4 separate regions of the Mus musculus genome follow, and regions 2, 3 and 4 are each linked to region 1. The links are chromatin contacts, called in public HiChIP or PLAC-seq and promoter capture Hi-C maps. All regions are on one chromosome and are shown on one strand. Each heading gives the region's core, a stretch centred on a gene start, on an enhancer-like site or on the middle of the called end of the contact. The rest is flanking DNA. Distances are from core to core; before and after follow the strand shown.

Region 1 (3,192 bases), core at 66-2,565:
TTCCTCACCTGTAAAGTCTAAATAACACGATCCACCTTTGAGGAGTGACCGACGGATTAGGTAAAACCTGTGAGAATGCTTTCTAGCAGACAAATGTAGAAGAGTTACTGCCAAGAACAAAACTGCTTCTTTATTGACGCTCCTTTTCTGGGAGAATAAGGCAGCAGAGGCGCTCGCACTTCTCAAGGTCTTGGTCAGGACCTCACTACCAGGTACCCGCACCCCCAACCTTTCAATAGCAAGAACCCACCTAAAAACTCATCGTAATGATCTCATCAACAAAACCTGCCAAGCTGTAATTATCTGGAAAAGATCTCTTTATGTGTTTCTCACTTCTGGTATGTAGCACAGAGAGAAATAGAAAGTGAAATATAAAATACTTTTAGCACTCAATCCATATGAAATGAAGACTGATCTTTCTAGTCTCCCACAGATGTCTCATCACCCTGGGATGGTAAGCTTTCATAGTCACATCCAACACCTTATTATTTACTCATAGAAAGAGTTTAGGGGTTCGTTGTAAGTATAACCTTCCTCGCGGTGACTTTTGGAAATGGTTTCAAGGACTGACATTCATGGCTTGAGTGGCCATTTACCTCAAGTACTTCACGATCCGGTGGACTCCAAGACACAGAAGTGACAACGTATTCTGCACTGTGAAATGGGTAGACAGGGGGCTCAAGCTCTGGCTCAAGTCCAAGGTCACACACGGCGAGACCCGGAGAGCTGTTTTTCCAGGGCTGTCGCATAGGACGCTGGAAGCCAGCAGTCATTCCCCAAGAGAAACAGCAGACAGACAGCCGCATGCTCACACAGCCGTGCTTTCTCCTCGCCCATCCAGGTGCCAACCGAGCAGGGCACAGACCCGCCAGCACCACTCAGCTGTCAACGCTGGCACGAGTACCACGGGTCCCCGCACCCCCGCCAAAAGGCCCTCTGGGGAACCAGACCGTGGTTCCCCAAGCCGCGTGCCACCAGTGCCCTGCCGTTCCCGTCGGCCTGGGAGAGGGCACGCCTCGGCCAGCGGGCTAGCCCTACGCCGTCCTTACCAAGGAGCCGGAGAAAGATCTGAAGCCCGATGCAGAACCGGCTTTGGCTGGAATCGTAGTAGGAGTTGAAGATGGCGTCGATGATGTAGAGGCAGGGCACCCGGAGCGCCACTTCGAGCGCCGCCCAGACCTGCTGCTGGGCCATCCGCACCTGCTGCTGCGGGGGCCCCACCGCCGCCATGAGCCGCTGCCACACCGGGGCTGGGCGGGCCGGGCCAGGCAGGGCGGCGCGGGGGAGGCCCGGGGCCGCGGCCGGGGCGGGCGCCGACGAAAGTGGCTCCGCCCCCGGCCGCCTCCTGTCCTGTGTCCCGGCCCGGCCCGCCCCGCCGCCCGCTCGCGTCCCTCGGTGGAGCAGGGGGCGGCGGCAGCGGCTGCCGGGAGGCCTCGGGGCGTCGGTGTTTCCGGCCGGCTAGGGTCTGGCTCCTCCTCCCTCCAGCGCCTCCCCCGCCAGCGGAGCCACCATCTTGACCCCGCCTGCCTCGGCCGTTGCTGCCGTTGCGAGGCCCCCGAGGCGGCGCCCGCGGTCACTCGAGAACGCGGAGCCGGCGCCGCGGCCCTGCGTCACAATCCGGCGCGCCGCGCAGCGTCAGCACGCGGGGCCCGGCGAGCCTCGAGCGTTGCCATGGTCCCCGCCCGCTTCGGCTCGCCTAGCCTCGCCTCGCCTCGCCGCGGGGTGGCGCTCGCGTCGCCGGCCCGCCGCGTCCCAGCGCCCGAGCGCCTGTGAGTGGCTGCCCCTCGGTGTTGGCGTGCCCCGAGCGTGGGATGCTGGGCTACTGCGCACCGACAGTGTTAAATGTCTAGTAGAGCCCAGTGAGTGTCCCTTGAACTCGCCTCGTCCTGCTTGGGAGATGAAAAGCTGGAGGACGCCGCCCTGCCTACCTGCCTCTCCCCACCCAGAGGCCAGGCCTGAGGAATGGCAGGGGAAATAACCTGCGAGGCTGCACAGGGCGATCCCAGCCAGACTTGGCACTGGCCTTGAGTTGTTAGGTGTTGCCAAGAAAAACACACTCGCATCTGTTTACACATCTCCCTCCCTGTCCCCGTGGACGGTCATGCACATTTTATTAATGGCTTCGGAGCCTGACTTACGAGCAAGAACCCAGAACTCTCTGAGGTCTTTGATTTATCCTTGTCCTGGATAAATCCTTAATCAGAGTTGAGCGCATTCTTTCGCCGCTCTTTCTTGCCTATCAGTGGAATTGGTATGACCTGGCTGTTGTTTCTCTGTTCCTTCTCCAGCAAAGGAAGAGAGTAAGGTCAGAGGCTGAACTGTAGACTTAGCTGTTTTGGTTTAAGGAACACAAAATCGCAAACCAGGAAGCCTGGTTGACTTGGGCTCCTAGCTCAAAGCGCACAAGCCAGTTTACAGCAGGACTCTAGAAGTTGGACCTCCCTTCCCACTCCACCCCACACCCGCACAGGGAGGAGGTCTGTAAATAAAATTATCAGACTTTAACAGAACCCTTTTGGGGGAAGGTGTTTGGAGCAGGAAGATGGCACCTCCACCCAGTTTTGTGGTTTGGGCTTTGTTTGCTCACTTTCCCCTCTTCCATCTGTATACGAGGCACTGTAGGCCCCGGTTTTCTTTTACCAAAGCCTCTATATCAGCTATTACGATAGGCATTTGCTCTACCTGTTTTATCAAGGTTGAGACTGGTTTAGATAAAACGAATTGCAAGATCACAAAGGTGCTAACAGGTGGGACTGTGTATGCCCCAGACCAACAAGAATCAAAACCAGAGTTTGAACCTAATGGTATCTTAAAGCTTAAAACTTCGGTTTGTTTTGCTTCTTTCACCCACAGCCAAATTCTGTAACTGAGTCCTATCCTTCCTATAGCCGCTGTCACCATCCTAACTCAAGACCTTTCTCTGGTTTATTTTATTTTTTAAAAGACCACCAGATGGTTACCTTTTCAGATCTACTCTAGAAACTCTGGGTAACTTTCCTAAACTGCATGGCTAGAGACTAACCTTGTGGCTATGACAACGTCCCCAGAGGAAGGCAACCTTAGTGAAAGAATGACACAATCTTACATAGGGAACCTCAGGGATTAAATTAGCTACTCATCCCTCTCTTATTATGCCCCCAGTGTAATTAAAGTCAAAAGAGTGAAGCTCTTACAGAGAAGAGGGTCCAGAAA
Region 2 (2,999 bases), core at 73-2,572, 530 kb after region 1:
TGAACTCAGGACCTCTGGAAGAGCAGTCAGTGCTCTTAACTGCTGAGCCATCTCTCCAGCCCTGAAAGTGTATTTTTAAAACAACTGAGGAAAAACAAAATTTATTGACTGAGTGAAGGAAAACCTTCACACTTAGATTATTATTATTATTATTATTATCATCATCATTATTAAAATAATAAGGAGATTGGCATGCATAAGAGAACCCATCATTTGGTGATTAAATCAAGGACTGAAACACAAGGCAGCTCAATAAATAAGCAGGACCTTTCTCTTGCAGAGAACTAAAAGCTAAAAACTACTCCCTTGTCAATTCACATAGAATCTCTGACAAACTAAATGATGTCTCTCCTGTATGGATGGCACTGATCTAGGCCAGCAAGAGAATTTAATGAGGTTCCCTCAGCTTTGACAAATCCTGCTCCTTGGATCTACTTGGCCTATCCATCATGGAGGACATATATTCCAGAGACACTGGCTTTGTTTGAGAGAAAAGGACACACAAGATGGGTTGCTATGAAAATCACTTATAGAGTTAGCCAGAGCAATCAATTGTCCTTAAGAACAGAGAAGACCCTTCTCCCATGACCACCCAAGGCCATCTGGCCCCATGGAGTACCAGCCATCTCTCTGGGGACCAAGTTTCCCCAGCTGATTTCCATAAACATCCACTCGTAGAGCGGCATCTGCCCTGTGTGTGGACAAAGGTGTGATCTTCTAGTTGGTTGTCAGATCCAGCAAAACTAACTTAAGAACAACTGTATTATCCACCTCACCCTTCGCATTATTTCCTCTCTAGGCCAAAGAGAGAAGCCATCACCACGGCTTTGATGCAGACCGAGATGCCAAAAAGCTGTACAAAGCCTGCAAAGGAATGGGTAGGAAGATCATTTTCTTCACTTATTTTATTTTGAAATTGATTAAGCTTGATGTCATAACCAACTTTCCCATAGCGACAGGAAGGTGACCTGCCTGTCATATGGATTCTGATCTCTTCCAGGGATTTATTTGAGGTCCCCAAGTTATCAAAGGGGCTCCTTACTTTTTCTTTTGAGGCTATTGGAAGCTAAACCTGTGATATTTAATTAGACCTTGAAGTTATGGGGAACTTCATTAGAAGTGAAGTTTATTCCATCTTAATCTTCTCTAAATTTCTTTGGCCTTTTCCATGGGAGGATGTGAGGAATCAGATCTGGCCAGAGCTGTATTCATGGTGAGGGAGAGGCAGCTAACAGACAAGCCCTGCTTGGCAGTGGCAGCTCCGGGGAATCAGAGGGAAAGACCAGGGGTTGTGGCTTCCTGCTCACCTCCTGCTCTGACTCATCTCTGGCTTACTCCTGGCAGACAGCTGTCAAGGGAAGGCCTTGTGTGGAAGCCTCAGGATGTTTATGCCTGAGGTTTGCTGAGTGGAAGAGAACTCCAGGGTACTTTCCAGGAAGCTGAGACGTCCCTGATGCTCTGTGGTGAGGTCCAGATACCTAGCCATGGGTTGCAGACCTGGGTTGGGTGTGGTAATGATGTAGCATGCTTAATATGAACTTCTGTTTTTTGGTTTTTTGTTTTGTTTTGTTTTGACCTAGAGTTTATTTTTAAAAACACTTGGGCTGAGTACCTACTGAGTGCCAGAATCAGAGTTCTCATGCCCCTCTTGCATGTGACCACAGAATGGAGCCAACATGCTTGTTCCTCTGTAGAGTGCCTGCGTGACCACTGTCCAGCTCAGTGTCACACATCCATCATCATTCTGCTCACTCTTCCCAGCAAGCCTGTAAAATCGATGAGATCATAAGGACTATCAGATGGGAATAAAAGGCTCGGTGTAAAACATTTGCCCCAAATCATAAAATTATGAAACAAAGGGTGAAGCTGTTAGACACTTGGCCACCTGAGAGATCTCTGACTTGGTAGAAAATATAGAATCTTGCCTCTGTGGACAAGGACACACTGAAGCAAACCTAGATCACAGACATAATTTGACTTGAAGACTTTGTATGACATCCCTGCTGGGGCAGAATTTAAAGGTCTAAAGGGAAGCTCTCCAACAGTCACAATGGTCACTTTACTACTTAAAATATTGCTTTGAGATAAGGACTTGCTTTATAGTGCAGGCTAGCCTCAATAACGGCAATCCTCCTTCCTCAGTGCTGGGATTATAGGTATGGGCCACCTCATACAGCTTTGCAAATTACGCTGCAGCTCTATGTGGTCGTGAACGTGCAAAGCAAAATCTGTTGTCAGGGGGCTTCTACCATCACTTTCTACCTTGTTTAGCCCAGGGTACCTTCAGTTTCTGAGCACCTATGTTTCAGGTGTAGACCACTTTTTACATAGGTGCCAGGGATCTGAACTCACACCCTCTTGCCTCCGCAGCAAATCATTTACTCACTGAACAATCTTCCCAGCTCTGTTTTGTTTGAAGACAGGGTAGTCTAGGCTAGCCTTGGACTTGTGTACCTGAGGCTGGCCTGAACCGATCCTACTGCCTCCATCTCCCAAGGGCTGGAGCCAAAGGCAAGTGCCGCCACACCCAATTTCACTTCAGTTTTTAAGAAGCTAAATTTTAAAAGAGAAAAATATACAAGTTATATTGTTTTGATGATACACTTTTGTTACCCCCAATTTATACAAAATATCATTTTATCTCACTATGGACATAAAATTATAGATGAAGTATTTTACATTCTAGTTTATTTTTATTTGCACTAAGCAGCCATGACAGGTTAGAAACTGAGGGGTTGGATGAAGGAGGGCTGGAAGGTCCAAGCACAGGAAAGATTAAATGTACTCCTACCCCTCACCACCAATGCAAGTCAAATTTATAATGTCCCACAATAAAATGATAGTTTGTTCCTCCAAAATGATGCAGAACTTAGATGCTAGCTAGAAGCATTTCTGTTCCCCTGGTACCTTATGATGCCCTAAGTATGTGGATGACCTGGGTCCTGGGAAACCCTACATGGTCCCCAGCCTCTCCCTAACGTGGACACTCTCAGCCTAGG
Region 3 (3,288 bases), core at 245-2,744, 570 kb after region 1:
TTACTCTGTGCCAACAAGGTGGAGGTAGTAACAGTGGAGAAACTAGAAACAAGGACTGTCACAAAAGTCTGAGCAATGTGGGAAGAGGAAGCCAGGCCTTTATGTGGCTCACTCGTGACTAGAGCAATCATGGACAGCAGTGCCCAGATGAGTGACACATGCTTGTCCCGCCCCCAGCCCTTCTGGTGATCCAACGCTCATTACTGTGGACCTGACCGCCTCTGCCATTGCCTTCTTCACCCCCACCAGTATTTCCCTTCTCTTCTTTCTTCAGGTCCTCCTGCTCCTCCTCTTCTTTCCACCCTCTTTCCCTCTATAGTACCTTTTCTTCCTCCTCTTCCTCCTCATTCTTTCTCCCTCCCTCTCCTCCTTCCTCCCTCCCCTCCTTTCTCCTCAGCTTCTTCCTTCCATCCCTCTCTGTCTCCCTCCACCTTGCCTTCTCTTCCTCCTTCTCCCTCCTTCTTCAGTCTTTCTTTCCTCTCCATTTTATTTTTCTTATCTTCTCTTCCTCTTCCCTCCCTCCCTCTTGCTTTCTCTTTCCCTTCCTTCTTTCTCCATCCTTCCCTCCTCTTCACTCTCCTCTACCCCTTCTGATCCTCTCTTCTTCCTCCTCCTCCTTTCTCCTCATCCCATTCTCCACTGCTCTTTTTCCACCTGGATCACTGTGCCTTGCCCCTTGCATCTAACTCACTTCTGTCTGGTGAGAGGAGACAGAAAAGGAAGGCTGAGTGTAAGAGAGCCCAGCTGAAGAGCAGTTAGCAGGTATCCAGAAGGGGCAGGTGGCAGACTCAACAGTTGTTATAAGTCAGAATACACAAATAGGGAGCGAGAAAGGAAGGGAGGGAGGAAGGGAAGGAGGGAGGGAGGGAGGGAGGGAGGGGGGGAGACAGACAGACAGACATGGGGACAGAATGCCTGATTAGAGTCAGGACTTTCACAAGACTATACAGATTACTAAAAATATTTAAGAAGCAAGCAAGCAAGCAAGCAAGCAAGCAAGCAAGCAAGCAAGCAAGCAAAAAACAAGCAAAAAGAGCCTTTCCTCTGGGCTCCTTTGCCTTGATAGCCTAAAAGGGAAACTGGAGCCCTCACAGAAGTCCTCTCAGGCAGGAGGTGCTACATGGATGTCCCCTGAAGAGCACCCAGGGCTCTGTCCACTCTCTGCCCCTCCCATGAGCACCTGCTACCTCGACTGTGACCCAGAGCTGCCTTCAATGATTCTGCACAGGTCACAGCAACCTGTTTACAGACATCTAGAGTTCCCAGGCACTCTTAGGACAAGGGGCTCGGGATGTGTCCAAATGGGCAGCAAAGCCTTGTTCAGAGAACGCGTTCCTCTCTTTCTATTTATACCGATGTAAACACTCGCCAAGGAAACAAGGCATGTGGGCATGCGCAGCCCTGCAGGCCCTCGGGTGGCTGCAAAAGGCAACTGGAAAGTCACATGTCATAACATTGGAAAGTACATATGCGGCTATTCTTAGCCTTGGAATGTATACACTGTCTGCCTGCCCGGCAGCCCTTGTACAGAGCTCTAGAAACTGTGAAAGTGCCTGCAGCATAAACAAACCCAGAACTCTCCGAGGACAGAGAACTTGCCAACGGAAAGGCCCGGGCTTTATGGTTTTATTCCGAGCCTAAGGTAGAAATCTTGAGAGGACAAGACAGACCCAGCATCAGTGGATGTCACTGCAGCAAAACAAGGTAAGTGTCCCTCATATGTCATTTCTCAGCAGGCAGACAGCCAGTGTCACCAATAAACCACAGAAGTGTTTGGTCTTTGTTCTCTATTAATTGCATCTTTAAAATAAAAACCAAAGAGCCCAGAGTCTTCTATCTAGATCTTGCAGCAGCCCACTGTGACCCCATCACTTCTGTGACCAGATGACCACACCCTCGAATTCTAGCCTTGGTGAGCAACTAACCCTCAGAAAGATTCCTAGATGAATTACCTGGCAAATCTGATGAGAATCTGGACAAAAGTGTACCTTTCTTATCAAAGGCATGGACTATTCTCGTGTCAGGCTAATATGTGAGTCCCTGACTATTCACTTTGGTTGGAAGATGCCTGTGCATAGCTGGAGATGCTGTGTGTCTTTTATCTCTGAAGATAATAACAGCCTGAAGTAGATCACTCTGTGGTCTAGGGTGAGGGTGGTTTCCTCTTGGATGTACAATGTGGTCTACTGTTCGTGATTCCACTGTCTTGGTAAATAGATAGTGGTAAATAGATAAATGAGACTTGGAGCCCCCACAGCTAACCCTTCCAGTGTACTCTGTGAGAAAGCCTTGATTTTGCTTCCGTCTGAAGCATCCCTTCTTCTTTGTAGGATGGATGAGGAGTTACCAGATGGGGTTGTCTTCAAAGACCACAGCTTCTCCTCTGACTTGTTAAGACAGCTCAATGGCTTAAGACAAAGCAAGATCCTGACTGATGTGAGCATCTGCTCCGGGGCCTGGGAGGTCCCTTGTCACCGCAGTGTGCTGGCCTCCAGCAGCCCCTACTTCAAGGCCATGTTCTGCAGCCACTTCCGGGAGAGCAGAGAGGCCAAAGTGCAGATGAAAGGCATCAGTTCCACAACTCTGGAGCAGGTCATTACGTATGTGTATACGGGAGAGGTTCATATCTCAGCTGCCAACGTCCTCCCACTGATGGAGGCTGCTGCCATGCTGCAGTATCCCCGGGTGTTTGAGGCCTGCTCCTCATACCTCCAGAGCCAGCTGGCCCCCAGCAATTGCCTGGGCCTAGTCAGACTCGCAGAAATCTTAAGCTGTGACAGCCTTAAGAAGAAAGCGAAGGAGGTGGCCCTGACTTACTTCCCAGAGGTGGCAGCATCAGCTGACCTGAAGGAGCTCTGCGCCATGGAGCTGAGGGACTACCTGGGAGATGACAGGCTCTGTGGTGAGGAGGAAAAGGTGTTCGAGGCCCTCATGGCTTGGGTGAAGCATGACCTTCAAGCCCGGTGGAGGCACATGCAGGAACTGCTGCAGCAGGTCCGCCTGCAGTACATCCACCCAGCCTTCTTCCATCACTTCATTGCCAATGACGCCCTCCTCCAGTCCTCGCCTGCTTGCCAGGCCATCCTGGAGATGGCCAGGAAACAGATCTTCTCTTTGTATGGTCCCAGTGCCCAGGATTGTAAACTCCTATGGCGCATGCCCCCAAGGAGCTCCTACCAAGACTTCCTCCTCCTCCTTGGGGGACGGAAGGACAACCAGCAGACCACCAGGGATGTCTTGCTCTACAGTGGACAGACTGGCCAGTGGCAGAGCCTAGCCAAGCTTCCC
Region 4 (2,888 bases), core at 180-2,679, 550 kb after region 1:
ACCACATTGGACTCTACTTCAGCCTTCTCCTTGTCTTTTATTAAGATACAATACTGAGAGCTGCTTCTATTCTTGTCATCGGTGGCTCCAGAGAGCTGGTGGCGCAGTAAAGAGGAACTGCTGGAGCTGTTCCGAGGTAGCACAGCTACACCCAGCTCTATTTTAAGGAAAACAATCCAGAGCCTTGGAAAGGGGTCACCCCGCAGCAAGCAGAGATAGGACACAAGTGACTTCCTCACTCTCTTTATCTAACGGAGCACACCTTACAAGGATGAGTTTTTTTCAGAATAACAAAACAAACAAACAAACAAAAAAAAATCAACCCCACCCCCCAACTAAAATTTCAACAAAACAGTTTCTTGGCTTCTTTTTTTCCAATCCAGACCCTCTCAAAGAGCTATTTTAGACACTTATTTTTTTTCAAATTACTATCTTTCCTCACCCAAACTTAACAGCACAGAGAATACTGAATATCTGCTTATGAGCTCCAATGCAAATACTAGTACTTCATATATAAAAAGACTGGGGCTTCTTTTGCTCCCTAAGGAGCAGTCTGCACCCCCTCTCAGAGAAGAATGTGAGTCTTGGAAAGAGAAGGGCCGGAGTAGGCAGAAACTTGGAAGCAGCCAGCAAGCAAGTGTCACAGAGAGCGCCTGGGGCTGTCAGGCCTTGGTGAGCAGAAGTGAGGTGAAGGGGAAGTGGCAGGCTTGTCCCCGCTGCTGTGGCAGAAGCCTTGGCGAAATGAAAGGAGTCAAGCAGCTGAAAACCACAGACATCTTTTTTAAAAAGTGTTCAGTGGAGAGGGAGCGGTACCAACCCAAATTCTGACCCATGCCTTTCGACAAGCGCTTAACAGCTGACGTTGTTCTTAAATATAGCTTCACAGCAGCAAGGCAGTTCTTTCGTTTTTTTATTTCTGTGCCTGGAATTTCTCCCCCTCCTCCATGCCCCCCTTATTCATGTGAGCAGCTTCTTTGCTATTCTGCTAGAGTTTGCTTTCTCTCCTCAGTTCTGAGTCTCTCTCCCTCCCTTCAGGTGCTCTGCCTTCTTTGTCTCTCCAGCTCTCAGCCACTCAGCCCCTGCTGAAGTTCCAGGGAACTCTTGAGAGCAGCAGAGTTCTATAGACCCTGTGAGAGATTGGGTCCCATCAGATGGGTTGTCAGCATTCCATGTTCAATTCCATCTCCAAACGGACCACATGTGAGTGTGGGTCATCTCCATATGTGGTCAGTCTCTCTGAACCGCTTTGGGCCCAGCACATATATGTTTAGGGGATCCTCTAATCTTCCACTTGGACTAGAAAAAAATGCCAGCTGCTCCATCCTGCCCCTCCCCCAGGGCTGGGCATCCAGCCAGCCAGAGGACGCCCAGCAGGGCAGCATCTGTCCTCCAGTAGTCTCTTGATGGAGAGCAGTATCCACAGCAAACAACTCCTTACTCCCTGACCCTCTCCTACCTTTCGCTCTTCTCTTTCTCAGTACAACCACACACAGGAGAAGGGGAGCCTGATGCTTCTCTATGGTTTCTAGGCCTGCTGTGCAAGGCAGAGCTCAAACCAAAACCAAAATCAAAACCAAACAGAAAACTAAACTTTGTTTCTCTATAAGACTTGTTTTGTCCAGTCTGGAAGGTTTTTTTTTGTTTTGTTTTGTTTTTGTTTTTTTTTTTTTTGTTTTTTTTTTTCTGGTGTAGCTCTCCTCTTTGCAGCTGAAAGAGGCTGAAGCAGGACAATGTTTTGTCTGTTTTCCTCCCCATGTCCCTTCTGCCCCGAGTTCTTAAGCTTTCTATGAATTAGACTCAGAAGAAGTCCTACAAATGGTGATCAGTTTGAAATGTGATAACTGGAACCATTATTCCTCCTGATGTGGTACAAGGAAGAAATCATTTCTTTTTAATATATATATAATTTAATGTGTGTGGGTGTTTTGCCTGTATATCAATCCATGCAACATGTATGCTTGATGCCCAGGAAGAGGGCATTGGATTCCTTGGGTGTCTATCTGGAACTGCAGATACAGTTATGAGCTGCCATGTGGGTGCTGAAAATCAAACTGGGTCTTCTGGAAGAGCAGTCAGTGTTCTTAATGGCTGAGCCAGCTCCCTGGCCCCCCGGCTCCCCAGCTCCCCAGCCCCCCATGCTTAATTTTAAACCTCTGGAAAATCATCTTACCTTCTACCAAACACTGTCAAACTATGATTTGGAAAACCACCTACCTGTTTGTATATAGCTCTGTGGCCCAGAATGACTCCTTTTCAAACACCTATAAGACATTCAAAAGAAAAATGTTTTGTAACAATGAAAATATATGCAGTTTAGGAGGCTCAGAGGTTAAGAGCCCTGGCTGTTCTTCCAAAGGACCCAGATTTAATTCTCAGCACCCACATGGCAGCTTACAAATCTCTGTAACTCCAGTTCCAGGGGATCTGACACCCTCACACACATGTGCAAGCAGTCAAAACACTAGTATACACAAAATAAAAATAAATAAGCCATTTTTTAAAACTTTAAAAAGTATGCAGTTTAAATTTTAGCTCCCATAAATAAAATTTGAATGGAATATGTGCATGAGTAAGTGTATACATACACACATAAAGAAACACATATTTTTAGGGAGCTAAAGTAGGCTTTCTTTTTCTTATCCTCCAAATGTAAATATAATGCCAGCCTAGCTCCTGATGGCTGTTTAAAGATATAATTAATGAGTATGGTGGCGTAGGAGAGTGTTTGCCATTTACAACGCACGTACCATGGATGCTGTCACCTACGTAGTTGTCGTCATCCTTCCCACAGGTGGACCTGCAGGGGATAAAGGCCAAGTTCCAGGAGAAGTATCAGAAGTCTCTCTCTGACATGGTTCACTCAGATACCTCTGGGGACTTCCGGAAAC

The links. Promoter capture Hi-C pulls out the DNA fragments that hold promoters and counts their contacts. HiChIP or PLAC-seq counts read pairs in DNA pulled down with a chosen protein or histone mark.
Region 2: a contact with region 1 is called in a FOXA1 HiChIP or PLAC-seq map of pancreatic cancer cells. The contact joins the enhancer-like site here to the promoter of Rnf139 in region 1. A contact is called at or near these places in 11 of 39 promoter capture datasets (the 3T3-L1 cell line, the C10 cell line, the HPC-7 cell line and 7 more), 26 of 115 datasets of contacts at active chromatin or transcription factors (the 230-238 cell line, the NIH/3T3 cell line, the SCID.adh cell line and 16 more) and 2 of 9 other capture datasets (adipose tissue and embryonic stem cells).
Region 3: an H3K4me3 HiChIP or PLAC-seq map of bone marrow-derived macrophages shows a contact between it and region 1, with 3 times the contacts expected there. The contact joins the promoter of Klhl38 here to the promoter of Rnf139 in region 1. A contact is called at or near these places in 3 of 115 datasets of contacts at active chromatin or transcription factors (bone marrow-derived macrophages, embryonic limb bud and large pre-B cells).
Region 4: a contact with region 1 is called in a promoter capture Hi-C map of pre-B cells, with 2.4 times the contacts expected there. The contact joins the enhancer-like site here to the promoter of Rnf139 in region 1. A contact is called at or near these places in 10 of 39 promoter capture datasets (the 3T3-L1 cell line, the C10 cell line, cranial neural crest and 6 more), 1 of 15 datasets of contacts at CTCF or cohesin (the NIH/3T3 cell line), 13 of 115 datasets of contacts at active chromatin or transcription factors (the NIH/3T3 cell line, the SCID.adh cell line, bone marrow-derived macrophages and 7 more) and 1 of 9 other capture datasets (embryonic stem cells).

What each region holds. Positions count from the first base shown.
Region 1 is chr15:58,887,352-58,890,543 of GRCm38.p6, reverse strand. Rnf139 (ring finger protein 139) reads right to left here and starts at 1,315. Exons shown (of 2, transcript NM_175226.4): 1 at 1,050-1,315. The coding sequence starts at 1,230. It also overlaps a transcript of Tatdn1 not described here.
Region 2 is chr15:58,361,949-58,364,947 of GRCm38.p6, reverse strand. It overlaps Anxa13 (annexin A13), which reads left to right. Exons shown (of 8, transcript NM_027211.2): 2 at 800-878. Among named protein-coding and RNA genes, the nearest start is that of Anxa13, 26 kb to the left of the region's middle. Within about 2 kb of position 1,322, at least 51 of the 459 cell types and tissues checked have an H3K27ac peak or open chromatin away from gene starts, as enhancers often do. A contact at or near this core is called in the 230-238 cell line and pancreatic cancer cells, where this site is marked.
Region 3 is chr15:58,322,375-58,325,662 of GRCm38.p6, reverse strand. It overlaps Klhl38 (kelch-like 38), which reads left to right and starts at 1,494. Exons shown (of 4, transcript NM_177755.3): 1 at 1,494-1,704; 2 at 2,331-3,288. The coding sequence starts at 2,332.
Region 4 is chr15:58,341,897-58,344,784 of GRCm38.p6, reverse strand. It overlaps Anxa13 (annexin A13), which reads left to right. Exons shown (of 8, transcript NM_027211.2): 8 at 2,792-2,888. Among named protein-coding and RNA genes, the nearest start is that of Klhl38, 19 kb to the right of the region's middle. Within about 2 kb of position 1,429, at least 126 of the 459 cell types and tissues checked have an H3K27ac peak or open chromatin away from gene starts, as enhancers often do. A contact at or near this core is called in the SCID.adh cell line, bone marrow-derived macrophages, cardiomyocytes and 2 more, where this site is marked.